Regions from separate parts of the Mus musculus genome. Here all the other regions are linked to region 1. A link is a contact called in public promoter capture Hi-C data. All regions are on one chromosome and are shown on one strand. The core of a region is the stretch at or near the end of the contact, and the rest is flanking DNA. Distances in the headings are between cores, read along the strand shown. Region 1 holds the start of Tep1 (telomerase associated protein 1). Region 2 holds the start of Rnase10 (ribonuclease, RNase A family, 10 (non-active)). Region 3 holds the start of Rnase9 (ribonuclease, RNase A family, 9 (non-active)).

Evidence for each region. Promoter capture Hi-C pulls out the DNA fragments that hold promoters and counts their contacts. Capture Hi-C pulls out chosen DNA fragments and counts their contacts.
Region 2: a promoter capture Hi-C map of adipose tissue shows a contact between it and region 1. The contact joins the promoter of Rnase10 here to the promoter of Tep1 in region 1. A contact is called at or near these places in 14 of 39 promoter capture datasets (the 3T3-L1 cell line, 3T3-L1-derived adipocytes, the C10 cell line and 8 more), 1 of 484 Hi-C or Micro-C datasets (beige adipocytes), 1 of 115 datasets of contacts at active chromatin or transcription factors (microglia) and 3 of 9 other capture datasets (adipose tissue, liver and pancreatic islet).
Region 3: a contact with region 1 is called in a promoter capture Hi-C map of hematopoietic stem and progenitor cells. The contact joins the promoter of Rnase9 here to the promoter of Tep1 in region 1. A contact is called at or near these places in 24 of 39 promoter capture datasets (3T3-L1-derived adipocytes, the C10 cell line, the HPC-7 cell line and 16 more), 7 of 484 Hi-C or Micro-C datasets (embryonic fibroblasts, embryonic stem cells, granulocyte-monocyte progenitors and 3 more), 2 of 115 datasets of contacts at active chromatin or transcription factors (the 230-238 cell line and bone marrow-derived macrophages) and 4 of 9 other capture datasets (adipose tissue, embryonic stem cells, liver and 1 more).

Annotation. Positions count from the first base shown.
Region 1 is chr14:50,869,304-50,873,340 of GRCm38.p6, reverse strand. It overlaps Tep1 (telomerase associated protein 1), which reads left to right and starts at 2,787. Exons shown (of 55, transcript NM_009351.2): 1 at 2,787-2,928. Gm26782 (a long non-coding RNA gene) reads right to left here and starts at 3,045. Exons shown (of 3, transcript XR_874615.2): 1 at 2,785-3,045.
Region 2 is chr14:51,005,588-51,010,060 of GRCm38.p6, reverse strand. It overlaps Rnase10 (ribonuclease, RNase A family, 10 (non-active)), which reads right to left and starts at 2,132. Exons shown (of 2, transcript NM_029145.3): 1 at 1,989-2,132; 2 at 1-788. The coding sequence starts at 2,094. The coding sequence ends at 157.
Region 3 is chr14:51,040,108-51,044,504 of GRCm38.p6, reverse strand. Rnase9 (ribonuclease, RNase A family, 9 (non-active)) reads left to right here and starts at 2,638. Exons shown (of 2, transcript NM_183032.2): 1 at 2,638-2,753.

The DNA.
Region 1 (4,037 bases), core at 1,538-4,037:
TTCGGTCTGGAAAGTGTGTGCCTTATTAAACCTGTTATATAAGAATTACAGGAAGCTGTAGTTTTGGATTAGGTTTCTACACTATGACTCAATGGGGGAAAACTAAAAATGGAAGCTGGTGTGGTAAAGCATGCCTTAACCCCACAGCAAGCACCAGGAATATAGAGGCAGGAGGATCACTTCAAATTCAAGGCCAGCCTAGTCTACATATTGAGTTCTAGGTCATCTGGGACTTTGTAGTAAGTAAGACCTTAACTCAAAGAGCCAAACCAACTGGCCAACCAACCAAATAAAACAAACAAACAAACAAAACAACAACAAAAACCAACCCATGAGGGTGAAAGCTTCCTAATACCTAGCTGCTCGCCTGAACTGAGAAATCGGATCTTAGGGATGGAGGGCACAGTTGACACAACCCAGTTTCAATGGCTGTGACACGGAAGATGCCTTTGCTTCAAGCTTGTACAAAAAAGTTACTAAAATTACTTGGCATTAACTAATTATTTAGTTAACTCTGCCTCCCGAGTGCTGGGATTAAAGGCATGCGCCACCACGCCTGGCGTGATGAGTATTCTTGCTTGTCAACCTGACACATGTGGAAGAAAGGAAACCTCAAATAAGAAATTGCCTCCATCAAATTGGCTTATGGGCATGTTTATGGGGCGTTCATTATAATACTACTAATAACTGTTACTATTAATTGGTGAGGAGGGCCAAGGACACTATGGCAGTACCACCATGGCATTCAGGCCTAGGCTGTACAGGCAAGATGAGCAGAAGCAGAAAGCCAGCCAGTAAGCAGCATTCCTCTAATGTGTCCTCTAATTTGGCTTCCCACGGTGATGGTAGACCTGTAGAAGAAATAAACCTTTTCTTCCCCAAGTTGTTTTGTCAGTTTGTTCATTTTTTTTTAAAACCACAGCAATAGAAAGCAAAAAAGAACATCTCATGCTAGCAACTTTGAATAGCCCTGGGTTTTAGATTTTCAGTCTTGTGGTAAGAATCGTAGACTCATCATCCCTTTCCCTATAGAGAGATGTCAATTAAGACTGATGGCTATTAATATGGATGGTATTGCGTTCTAGGGATGGTTTTAGAACTCTCTCTCTCTCTCCCCCCCACACACACATTTATTTCTCACAATTAGGATAATTTTTAGCATTTAATATTTAGTAGGTGGGACTTAAGAGTGCTAGACCCTTAGTAACTGTGCAGAGCACTTCTACAGTGAGGGGCATTCTTGTGCTTACAACTTTGAATGATTCTGCCAGTCATTCATGCACATTAAAAATCCATGGGGCTATGAGATGGTGGCATGCATTTTAATCCTAGCACCCAGGAAGCAGAGGCAGGCAGATCTCTGAGTTAAAGGCCAGCCTCGTCTACAGACTGAGTTCCAGGATAGCCAGGGCTACACAGAGAAATCCTGTCTCGGAACTACAACAAAATCTATTAAAATTACTATTTATCTTTAGGGGTTTTTCATTTTTATATTTATTTATTTACTCACTTACTTATTTTATGGAGGCAAATGCTCCCTAAGGAATCTGGCTTGAACTTGAGATCCTTCTGCTTCAGCCTTTAAAATCTCTGGAATTATAAGGGTATATTACCTGGCTAGTAGTAATTTACATACAAAACAGACCTCCACCCACACACTCCACTTTGTATTTATGAGTTTTGCCTCTATGTATGTCTGTGCACCACCTTCATGCCAAGTGCTCTTGGAGTTTAGAAGAGGTCACCATGGGTAATTAGAGTTACCAATGGTTGTGAGGCATGATGTGGGTGCTGGGTACTGAACCTAGGCCTTCTGCAAAAACAGATTCTCTTCATTTCTGAGCCATTAGAGGGCAGCCTGGTCTACATAGTGAGCTGCAGGCCAGCTGGGGTTATATAGATAGACCTTGTCTAAAAATAAAAGCCCAAATCCCCAAAATCAAAATTTAAAAAAATTTGTTGCTGGGCGTGGTGGTTGGTGGTGGGGTATGCCTTTAAATCCCAGGAGATGGGAGGCAGGGGCAGGCGGATCTCTGTGAGTCAGAAGCCAGCCTGGTCTAAACAGTGAGTTCCAGGACATCCAGGGTTACATAGAGAGACCCTGTCTGAAAAAGAAAGAAACAATCAAAAGGGTTTGGTTTATTATCTCAGGTAGTTTGTCGCAGTAACAAAAAGATAACATAATGAACTCAAATAGCATGAGTAGAGTTAACTCTTTGATCTTCCTGCCAGAGCCTTCTAAGTACTAGGATTACATGTGTGTGCCACCATTCTGAATCATATTTTCAGAGGTTTTCAGTCAAGGATCTCTTGACCCTCTTGCTTTGGCCTGTGGCAAAGCAGTTCACGGATGGGGTGGAGTGGGATTGAGTGGGGTGGCGACAGACGAAACTGTTTACTTTCATGGTGGATGAAAGGAAGCAAAAGGGAGAGAAGGGGCCTGACTTTCAAAGGTCAGCCAAGGGCACACTCTCAGCGATCTTTCTTTCTAAACGTTTCACCACCTCCCAACAGCTGCCCAAGGCTGGCATGATTTTAGCACATAAGCCTCTGGGGTATTTTCAGGATACATAATAGCATCAGAGCATGATTGTATTGGGTGGAAATACAACTCGGTTGGTAAAGTTGGCCTAGCCGGAAGTATAAATCCCTAAACTGTGCAAATCAAACCGGGTGTGGTTAGCACAACCCTATAATCCCGGCATTTGCGATATCCTACACGCGGCAGCCCCGCCCTCAGCCCCGCCCTGCCCCCAGCCCCGCCCCTCCCTCGCCCAGCCTCACCCCTTGGCCTCACTAGGGTGTTGGTTTTCTTTCAGTTCTCTGCTTCCAACCAGTCCACTGGCTGACCCAGGCCGGTTTCTGCTCCCCGTTGCGGAGAACCAACGCGCCTCTCATTGCGCACAGCTTTTCCAATCCTGAGCGCAGGTAGAGCCCTGGCCGAGACCTGTGTCAGCTGGACTCCCGGAAGGACCTCTGGGCGAGCGTGGTGCAGCCGCTTAGTCCTTCCGGGCGGCTGGCAGGGAGGTGGGGTGGCCTTAGTGGGGCGGAGGGATAGATGCTCAGAGAGAATGGGTTCCTTTTGCCTTAAAGAATCCTAGGAGGGAGTGACTGTAACAAATGAAGAGTGTTGTGATCACTTTTGGCAACAGAAACTCACTAGACTGACACGTTTAACAGTAATGGACACTAAGGTGCCAACGCGGTAGGCCTCCACGACTTCCTAAGAAAAGAATAGCGTCTGAAGTATGGCTTCAGGTGCAAGGCCAAAGAAAAGGGACCGGGGTAGGAGTGGAGGCAGGTATACATACAAACTAGTGTATACACAGAATGTCAGTATAAAACTATCAATACCAGTTATCTCTGGAACTTGGGGAAGAACTTTTAAGCTTTCAGAAGTTAATCAGAATCTCTATAAACTCCAGAGAGGAAAAAAATTACATGTCTTTATTTCTCTGTTAACTTAAAATTTTAATTGAGAACTTGTTTTTCACTCTTGGATTATGCCAGATGTGGCTGTGTATGTCTTAATCCTAGCACTGGGGAGGCAGAGGCAGGTGGCTCTCTGTGAGTTGGAATCTGTATAGTAGTTCCAGGTCAGTCAGACCTTTTTAGTGAGACCTTGTTTCAATACATACATACATACATACATACATACATACATACATACATATTGGATTAATTCTGAAATTCCTTATTACTCGTTGGGTGTGTATATGTGTGTATGTGTTTGTTTGTGTGTGCAAGAGTATGTGCATATGCGGATATATATACGGGTATGTGGAGACTAGAACTCCACACCAGGTGTCTTATTCTATTGCTTCTCGAGTTACTTTTGGTAGGCTGGCTGGCCAGCTTGATGTAAGAATCTGCCTGCCTTTCAGTGTTGGGATTACAGTCATAGACTACTGAGCCTTACTGTCATCTAGATGTTTTATCAACTGACCTATCTTTCTAGCTTCCCACCTTTTTTTTTTTTTTTTTTTTGGACAAAGTCTCCTATATTCCAGGGTGATTTTGATCTTTTAACTTGCTAT
Region 2 (4,473 bases), core at 883-3,382, 140 kb before region 1:
TATTTTCAGAAGTCAAAAATCAGAGATGGTCCATTCTCTCCTCCCAGGATCTTCTCTATAGTTAGCAAACCCAAGGAGGGGACAGAAGCATCAGTGAATGGAAATCCAAGAGAAGAGAGGCAACGGGCCGAAGAGAAGGGAAAGGCACAAGGTGCTTCATTTAGTCTCCAGTTGTTTCTTGTCATTGCATGTCATGAAAATGACCTTTTCGGTTATGTAAGTCAGATAGTGACAGTTGGGAGTGACTTGGCCTGGTTTGGCCAATTTGCACAATGTCAGATCAAAAGGCCGGGGACTTTTGTAACATTTGCCCCCCTTGAGGTCACAGTCAACCAGGGAACCGTTACAGACAGCTTTGACTGTGTTTGGGTCCTCATGGATGAACGTGTACTGGTTTATGCAGCTCTGATTAGGCTCCTTTATCTTGTGTGCCATCATGGTATTACAGTCCCTGACACTCAAGTCAAACTTAAGGTAGTCTTGTTTGCTCTGAAAGCGGGGCTCAGCCCTCAGCATCCTGCTTCCCCCCACTTCATCTTCACTGAGGACAGCCTCTTCTGGCCAGACAGGTTGTGCCATTTCTTTGTAGCCAAGTGCCAGACCTTCTGTGGTCCAGATGCCCTCTCCCTCTTCAGTATTCTGGGAGTCACTGGGCCAAAATTCATTCAGTGGCTGATCCTCCAGGACGGCAGCTGCCATGTGAAGGCCCAGGCCCAGCCCCAGCCCTAGGCCTAGCAACAGCAGCAACATCATGAACAACAGATGCACCAGTGTCACCTTCATTTTGCCTGAAGAAGAAGAGGAAAATGAAGGCGTGATGTAGAGATAAACTCTGGCCCCTGCCATGGTTGGCCAACGCCAGCAAAATAGACCTTGAGTACTCCACTGAATTCTCCCCGTTACTCCACCTACCTAAGGAAATGAATCTCTTTCTTGAACACTTCTTCTGCCCCTTCTCCTCACATTCCCCATTCCTGTGTGGGTCTTGAGGATTGGAAAGTGGCTAACAGAAGTGACTGTAAGCTGGTCCTTGTCTGAGTAATCAGTGAGGAAACTTGATGCCACTCCATCCTCTCTAGCCCCCGCCCACCGATTCTTAAACAGAAATTATTCTCGAATCACCAAAGAGAGTAGCTAAGCCAAATGAGTACAGAGAAATTCTTAGAGACAACCTTGCTCTAGGAAGCATTGTGTCCATTTTTATCCCAGATTTATTTTGCTTGTTATTATTACCCTTTTCCCAAAAAGGAATAAAAATGAACTGAAAGAGAAATGGGTTCGTTCTCACTCCTAAAGTAAAGCTGCAGAAATGTGCAGTCAGCCCAGGCCTCTGCTACATCTTGTCATTTGTATTTCTATTTGTGGTTAGGGAAGAAATGCAGTACGGCTTTCTCAGGCTCCAGCTATTTTGGCAGCCGCTCTTGGTTGGGGGCCATCCCAGAACTAAGGCAGGAAGATGTAGCTGAAAGGAAGTTACAGTCTTTGCAGTCAACAGCTCTGGGCTCCAAATTGTTAAACTTGTTATGAAACGTGGAAAGTGCATGCTGTGTGTGAGCAGACTCTGAAGCCGAGGACTCGGGGAAGGGCACGGTTGGCCTTCTTGCTCAACAGTCACCCAGCGCTGAGGAAATCTCACATAGAATTTATCTTGGCCAAAAACTAGCATCCATCATTACAGTGGCAATAACATTACATTGGCACAGCATGTGGAAAATACTGCAGAGTGTGCACACTGGCTGTCATTGACTCAAGTGACTCTGACGTTGTTAGAAGCTTGCCAGAGCAGACTGGTGAGATAAACCAGGAAAGATTTCCTTTAGTAAAAACTTGCCAGAGCTTGTTTTTGTTTTAAAGAAGAGGAGAGAAAGAAATTTCAAGAGAATGAAACTGAATGGGCTGTGGATGTGGCTCAGCTGCTAGAGATCTTGCCTAGAATACATGAGGCCCCGGCTTTGCTCTCTGAGGTACCCGACCCTGACGTGGCTTACCTACACTTGTAAGCAGCTTTAGATAGTCTTGGCTCTTCCTATGTCCCCAGTTCTGCTCTCCTAGAGCGTCCTTCTCTGTGAGCTGTACCCAGAAACTGCTCTCCATACAAGTAGCTATCTCCTTGTGTGCTGAGGGCTTTTAAACACAGCCGGATCTCCTGAACCCATGCCTCTCCCCTTCTTTCCTTCCCAGCACAGAATGGACACACTCAGCTAATGTGTCTTTCTGCTCCCACAAACACTTTGAAGTAAAGAAATTTAAGCAAACGACAGGAAGTATCCTCTACCTGGAAGAACTGCAGACAGTTGTATTCCATCAACTGTTCTACTCTGAGTTCCGCCCACTGACCTGTGGTTTAGAACAGTCTCACCTTGTGCCTGAGTCCCAAGCCTGATTGTCTTGTTTTCTACACATACTGCCTTCAGCCCTTTCCCATCACTTCTGGAATGGTAGTATCTGGCGTCTTGTTTTTATTTTTGTTTGCGGCACCTTTCCAATACTGCTTTTCACATTTTTGCAAGGGTAGCATGACTTCATTTGATTATTTGCAGTGGGGAAAAAAAAATCCAGATTTTGTAAATGTAGTTATTTGGCTCTTGAAAAGGAACATGAAAGCAGAACAACTCATCAATCAGCTCCTACATGTGGTGAACTAAACCAGTGAGGTCACCGTGTCCAATAGATGTTCCTTTCTCCAGCTGAAGGCTGAGCATCTGGGACTGATAAGGCACGGCACAGATCATCTCCAGATGATGACGATGATCATCTCCCGAGACGCATGCTTTCTGTAGTCATTATGCAGGAGACCCAAGTGGTGAGCTCAGAGTTCTGCTGTCTACAGGCTTTGGGGGGGGGGGGAGGTTGTTTTTGTTTTTCCTTTTGTTTGTTTGGTTTTTGGCCTTTTGAGCTACAGTTCATTCTCAAATGGTCAACAAAAGTGTAAGTAGAGACTAAAACCTCACCTTGCTCCCTGCTAAACTAACTGCATTAAGACTGGCACAAAGTCTTCTTCAGGTAAAGGAAAAGGCCTTCTTTGTAAATCACATGAAGGAGCTGCTGCGGTCTGAGGATTCAGATAGATGGTTTTACATTTTAGTTCACTTGCACAGTAGTGACCTCATGTGGCCTTCCGGACTTCTTTACCAGAGGAGGTTAGAATTATTCCCCCAGTTTTATAATAAACTTGAAGCCTTGAGATGTTCAGCGATTAGCAGAATACGGAGGGCGGGGGATGGGTTCCTGCTTTGCCAGCTGCCACCCATTGCTCCTTGTCTTTGTGAACAAAATCTCCAGAAAGAAGCTATGGCTGCAGAGACTGACTGGTTAGAAGTATAGTACTGTGGAGAGACTTACCTTATTACTTTATCTTGGACTAGTTCTAGCCTTCCAGAACTGCCATTTCTTGCCTGTATCTGTGTTGGAACTAACATCTTGTGACTACCAGAAATCTTTTGGAATCTATTGACTTAGCAGAGCACTAGCTTCTACCAGCCCCAGGATATCATCAGATAGCATCTTCCACCTGTAAAACGGCTCCTCCCATTCCACTGCCCCTGCCTCCCTGAGGTACCCACCAATGTATTTTAAATCTGCCTCGATTTCAGCCTTAATCATCCTATAAAACTACCAAGTTCATAAAACAGCTTCTACATTGGAACATGGAATTTGGGCTAACCTAAACCTGTGTTCCTGGCCCACAACCACTCAAAATGGCTATCTTTTATCCCCTTCAAGATGAGAGCTGTGGTCTTGTGTCAACATCTTATACTACCTGCATAAAGAGAGTGATAACTGGCTCTAGTCTATGCTGTTTTTCTCATGGCTCTAGAGAGCAGTTGGTTACTCCTGAGAAGAGAAGTGATCTCAAATGCATAAGTAATTTAAGTTATTTAATTTACTTATTTGGTGTTTTGGAGACAAAATCTCACTGTGTAGCACAGGTTGGCCATGAATTTGTGTCATTTCTCTTACCTCAGCCTCTCAGTACTGGGATTACAGGAAGGGACCATGAAGCCAGGCTTGGTTATTGGAACAACTCACATCTGTAGAATGAACTCACATAAGCCTGATCATAATTCATCCTTATAACTCGTTAGCCCTTTCTCTTTTTTTTTTTTTTTTTTTTTTTTTTTTTTTGGTTTTTCGAGTCAGGGTTTCTCTGTAGCCCTGGCTGTCCTGGAACTCACTTTGTAGACCAGGCTGGCCTCGAACTCAGAAATCCACCTGCCTCTGCCTCCCAAGTGCTGGAATTAAAGGCATGTGCCACCATGCCCGGTCATTGAGGCCCTTTCTAATCTGTGCAATTCATCCATCTTGGGTTCTTACTTATTTGGGCCCTGGGTCCACTTGGCTTTTTGAGGGATCACTGGACTGCTTTGTTCTTTCTATGTGACTAATTTTGGAAGTTTCTGTAGTGTTGAGGGAGTTTGGGTAATAACATATAAACAACAAAACATACCACAGTCACTTCATTCTGGTGCTTAA
Region 3 (4,397 bases), core at 1,389-3,888, 170 kb before region 1:
AAAACTATTTTAAGGTTATTATTTTCATGCATTTGTAGGAAATAATGCAGAGTACCTCTGTACCTTTAATTCAGTTTAACTAATGATAGCATGATGCAAACCTGCAATATTGTATGAAAACCTAGATATTTACCTGGATACAACCAAGAACATGAGAAACATTTCTGAAATCGAACATTTTCATAACCATAACTATCTCCCATGCTGTTTGTATGTAGACAAAACCTGTCTCCTTTGTCTCATTAGCTGTATTTTTACTTTCAAGTTACATGCACACATTTGCATACACAAAGACATATACACACACATTCACACACATACAGGTATGAGCACACACTTAAACACATACATTTATGCACATATGCACACACAAGTGGCACATACATACACATAAGCGTATATTCACACACATACTCACGGATACTATCTGCCTTTTCTCTAAATTGAGAAGTAATAGTACACTATACGCACAGTTGCAAGCTCATGCTGGTCTTGAGTTTCCTTTTTTGCCATCCATTGGCTGTTAGAATATTTGCTGGGTTTGCCCTTTCTTTCTGATGTGATGTTGTGTATCCAGACAGGTATGATTCCATCCTTAAAAGTGGAAGATCAGCTACCATAGGTTATTTTATGCCTAAGCTTTCTGTCTTGTGTAGGAAGGATATGTCTTACCTCAAATTATGAAAAAGATTTTGTTTTGTTCTTTAAAAAAACAATTTTTATCTTTGAAAATTACTTTATTTCCTATGCTATGTAAGTTGAAGAATTCATATGGCGCCTTGTGTGTGCCTGTGCGTGGTTTATGTAAGTATATCTGTGTCTGTGTGGGATGTATGTGTGTGTGTTATGTGAGGTATGGAGATTTATAGTATTTTGTCTTCATCTACCCATTATTTAACCAAAACCCCAATTTGTCAGAATTTTAACCTTACACATTACATATTTCATCTTTATTCCATCTTTGACTTCAGAGGGGAAAGAGAATAGAAAGCAAGCCATAGCTAGGGGTTGAATAAGAAGTCTACATCGTCTGGGGTCACAATGACTCACAGAAAAATGTAGCAGGTTTCTACTTATCACTATCTGTTACATTTTTATATAGCCTTGTGCTTTAAAAAGCTAGACAAAGCATTAGTGAAAATTAATTTGCAAAAAGCATGACACGTGTGAAGAGATTCTGCCGCCTCTGTGCTGGATTGACTTCATTGTTCCAAAGTGAGATATGAAAATTACTCTGTACTTATGTTTGAAAGTTGACTTTCAATCAATGAGAATTTTTGTTTCTTGTAGGTTTATTCTGCATGTCTCACAAGCTCAAGCACTTACCATTCACCTTAGAGGAAGAAGCGCTGTGAACTGAGTTAACAATGTGTTTGACCTCCTGGCTATCCACTCTGGACTCAGGCTGTTCAGATTTTCTTCACTCAGTGCGGTCTTTGTCCTCCTTTAGGTTTTGAGGTGAATGTTTAAGACAAACAACATTGCTTCAAAATATTTGCGAAAATAATCCATTTGGTGCAATTAAAACCTGGAATTTCCTTACAAAATTTAACCAGGGATGCTTGGAATCTTAAAAGCATATTGTAGTGCTAAAATCTCTTTTGAGTTCCAACATTTATAGTAGTGAAACTAAGATTAGGAAATTAGCAAGAGGGCTGGAGATATGGCTCAGAGGTTAAGAGCACTGACTGCTCTTCCAGAGGTGCTGAGTTCAATTCCCAGCAATCACATGGTGGCTCACAACCATCTGTAATGGGATCTGGTGCCCTCTTCTAGTGTGTCTGAAGACAGTGACAGTGTACTTACATATATAAGATAAAATAAATAAATCTTGAGAAAAAAAAGAAATTAGCAAGAAATAATTCATTCATAAATAACACTTTATTACGATCTCTTTCTTGCTGGGCAGTGGTAGCACACACCTTTAATCCCAGCATTTGGGAGGCAGAGGCAGGCAGATCTCTGAGTTTGAGGCCAGCCTGGTCTACAGAGTGAGTTCCAGGACAGCCAGGGCCACACAGAGAAACCCTATCTTGAAAAAACAAAAACAAAAACAAAAACAAAACCTCTTTTTTTTTCCTCGTATGCAATCTATATTTCCACTGAATAAAATGGTGAGATAAGGAAAAGATGGAGACATAGGGCTGGTAAGATGGCTCAGCACGCCTGAGGAGCTCATTTCAATTCCTGGAATCTACATGACAGAAAACGAGAAGCAACTCCCGAAAGTCATCCTCTGACCTCTACATGTCACCGTGGAGCACATGCCCCCATACACAATTAAAATGCAATAATAATTAAAACTATGAGGTTGACAGAGTTCAGCGTTCTGACTTCTCCACCCACGCAAATGCCCACGGCCCTCACTGGTTTTCTGCTCAGTACCAGCAGCGCTTTTGTCAACAATTTAAAGTTCTGCTAGGCTTTTCTTCATGGTTTTGCTTTTCTTTCCTCAAGAAGAGCATGGCTGACCAGTGAGAAACCCCCACATTGCCAATTTACTCAAGTGGCAGAGGCAAGGCCAATCAGAAGAGTGAGTTTCCTTGATGAAAGAAGGTGGGGGAAGGCTGCACAGTGGGAACACTGTGACCCTAGAAGAGGGTACAAAAGTGACAGTGCCTGGCCCTGCCATTCCACAGAGCGCCCGTAGAGGAGCACTTTTGTTCTACAAAGAAGTGGAGAGGAGACGATGGCAAGAGTCTGGTGAAGAGTTTTAGCTTCCTCCTCCTGTGCCCCTTGGACATCCCTCTTCTGTGAGTCAGTCGAGGCTCTCTGGTGTTTAAGATAACTTGATAATGATTTCTTTCCCTGTTACCTAGACACTCCCAGGTTTGAAACGTACAGAAACTGTAATGCGATAGATTTGTTGAAGGCCACTTTGTTGCTGAGTTCTCACTCGGTGAGTGGGTACACCTGGACTCCATTGATCATGTGTGTGTCGATTTGCTCACTCTTGCTCAAGATGCCCCAGATGCTCTGTGTTCTCACTGCAGAGTTTTGAGCTGAACTCTCTGGTTCTCACAGGGTGATATTGATGGAGGTATGAAAAAATTATGTGGAGGAAGGTATATGTTCACGTAGAAGGACCACTCAACACCACCAGTTTGAAATACAACTTCTTTTCCTCCCTCTGTACCTCTGTGTTTAACTTTCCTAGTCGCTCCATTTTCCACTGTGTGCCCCCATCTTCTGACTCTCTCTATAAATTTCTGTGGCCTTTCCTAATGGATATGATAAAAATCCAAATAAGCAATTAGCCACAACTGTATTCCTACTTATCTTACACATGGGCTAGAGTTTCTTGGTTGCTATAGTTGCCATGAGGGAAGTGAGAAGATGCTAATAATAAAAAGTAAACAGAACTTCTATAATTTGGCTGTTCCAATGTTGGAAATATATAGGAAGTCTTTGTCATAGCTTATGGTAAGACGTGTACAACTTCTTATACTACTATCTGTGTTACTGTTTTAAGATTTAAATTCACTTCAACAATGTACTTATGAGCTGCTCAGATTCACTCTCTCTTCCTAACTCAGAATGATTTATTCTCACTGAAGACTCGTATCTCTGCTGTCAAGTTCTAAGTAAAGCGATCCACCCTTTCTCTGAAACAATAGATAACAATGGGTACAATTGAGGTAGGAAGCCACGTGCAAATTCTGTCTCAGAAGCCTACTTCAAGTAGAGAGAAGGTCCTTGCTTTCCACTGAGAGAAAGATCTTGGAGAATTAATGAAAAACAGTCCTATTTGGGATAGGAATACACAAGACAACTGGGTCTAGAAGTTCTCTACAAAAGACTGGTCTCTAAACTGGTTTGTAGACTAGGCTTTGTTGCTTATTTTAGCAAATTGGAATCGTCTAATGGATAGATGTTGTCACTCCTCAGTTTCCTATAGAAAGATCTTTAAAATGTATCACAATTAACCAGGAAGGTTTCATGACAGACATCACTAAGATGCATGCAATATTTTCCTTTAAAATTATCTTGTATCTTATGTCATCGGCTTAGTGTTGAATTGATAAGCAAAGACATTTGCTCATAAACTTATAAAGACCTATACATAGAAACAGCAGACTATGGGGTGAAGAGATGTAGAGAAATCCAAATAATACAATAACTGAATTCTCTACTGTTGAGGTCAGCATAGCTATAAATAGTGATGTGAACTGGAGTGAGTTTGGGGGGTGGGGATACAATTAAAACAGGAACGATAAAGATTACCTCAGGGGCGGAAGGAATCACCAAGGAAAACAGTAGACAGGAGATGAAGGACTTTGGAAAAGAGTGGTGTGATGTGGCAAAACACAGAGAAGGGCCTTAAAATAGACATTGCAGTTGGCATTGAAGCAGAAATAGAGTCAGCCAAGGAGCCAGCTCAGTGTATGTCTAATGCA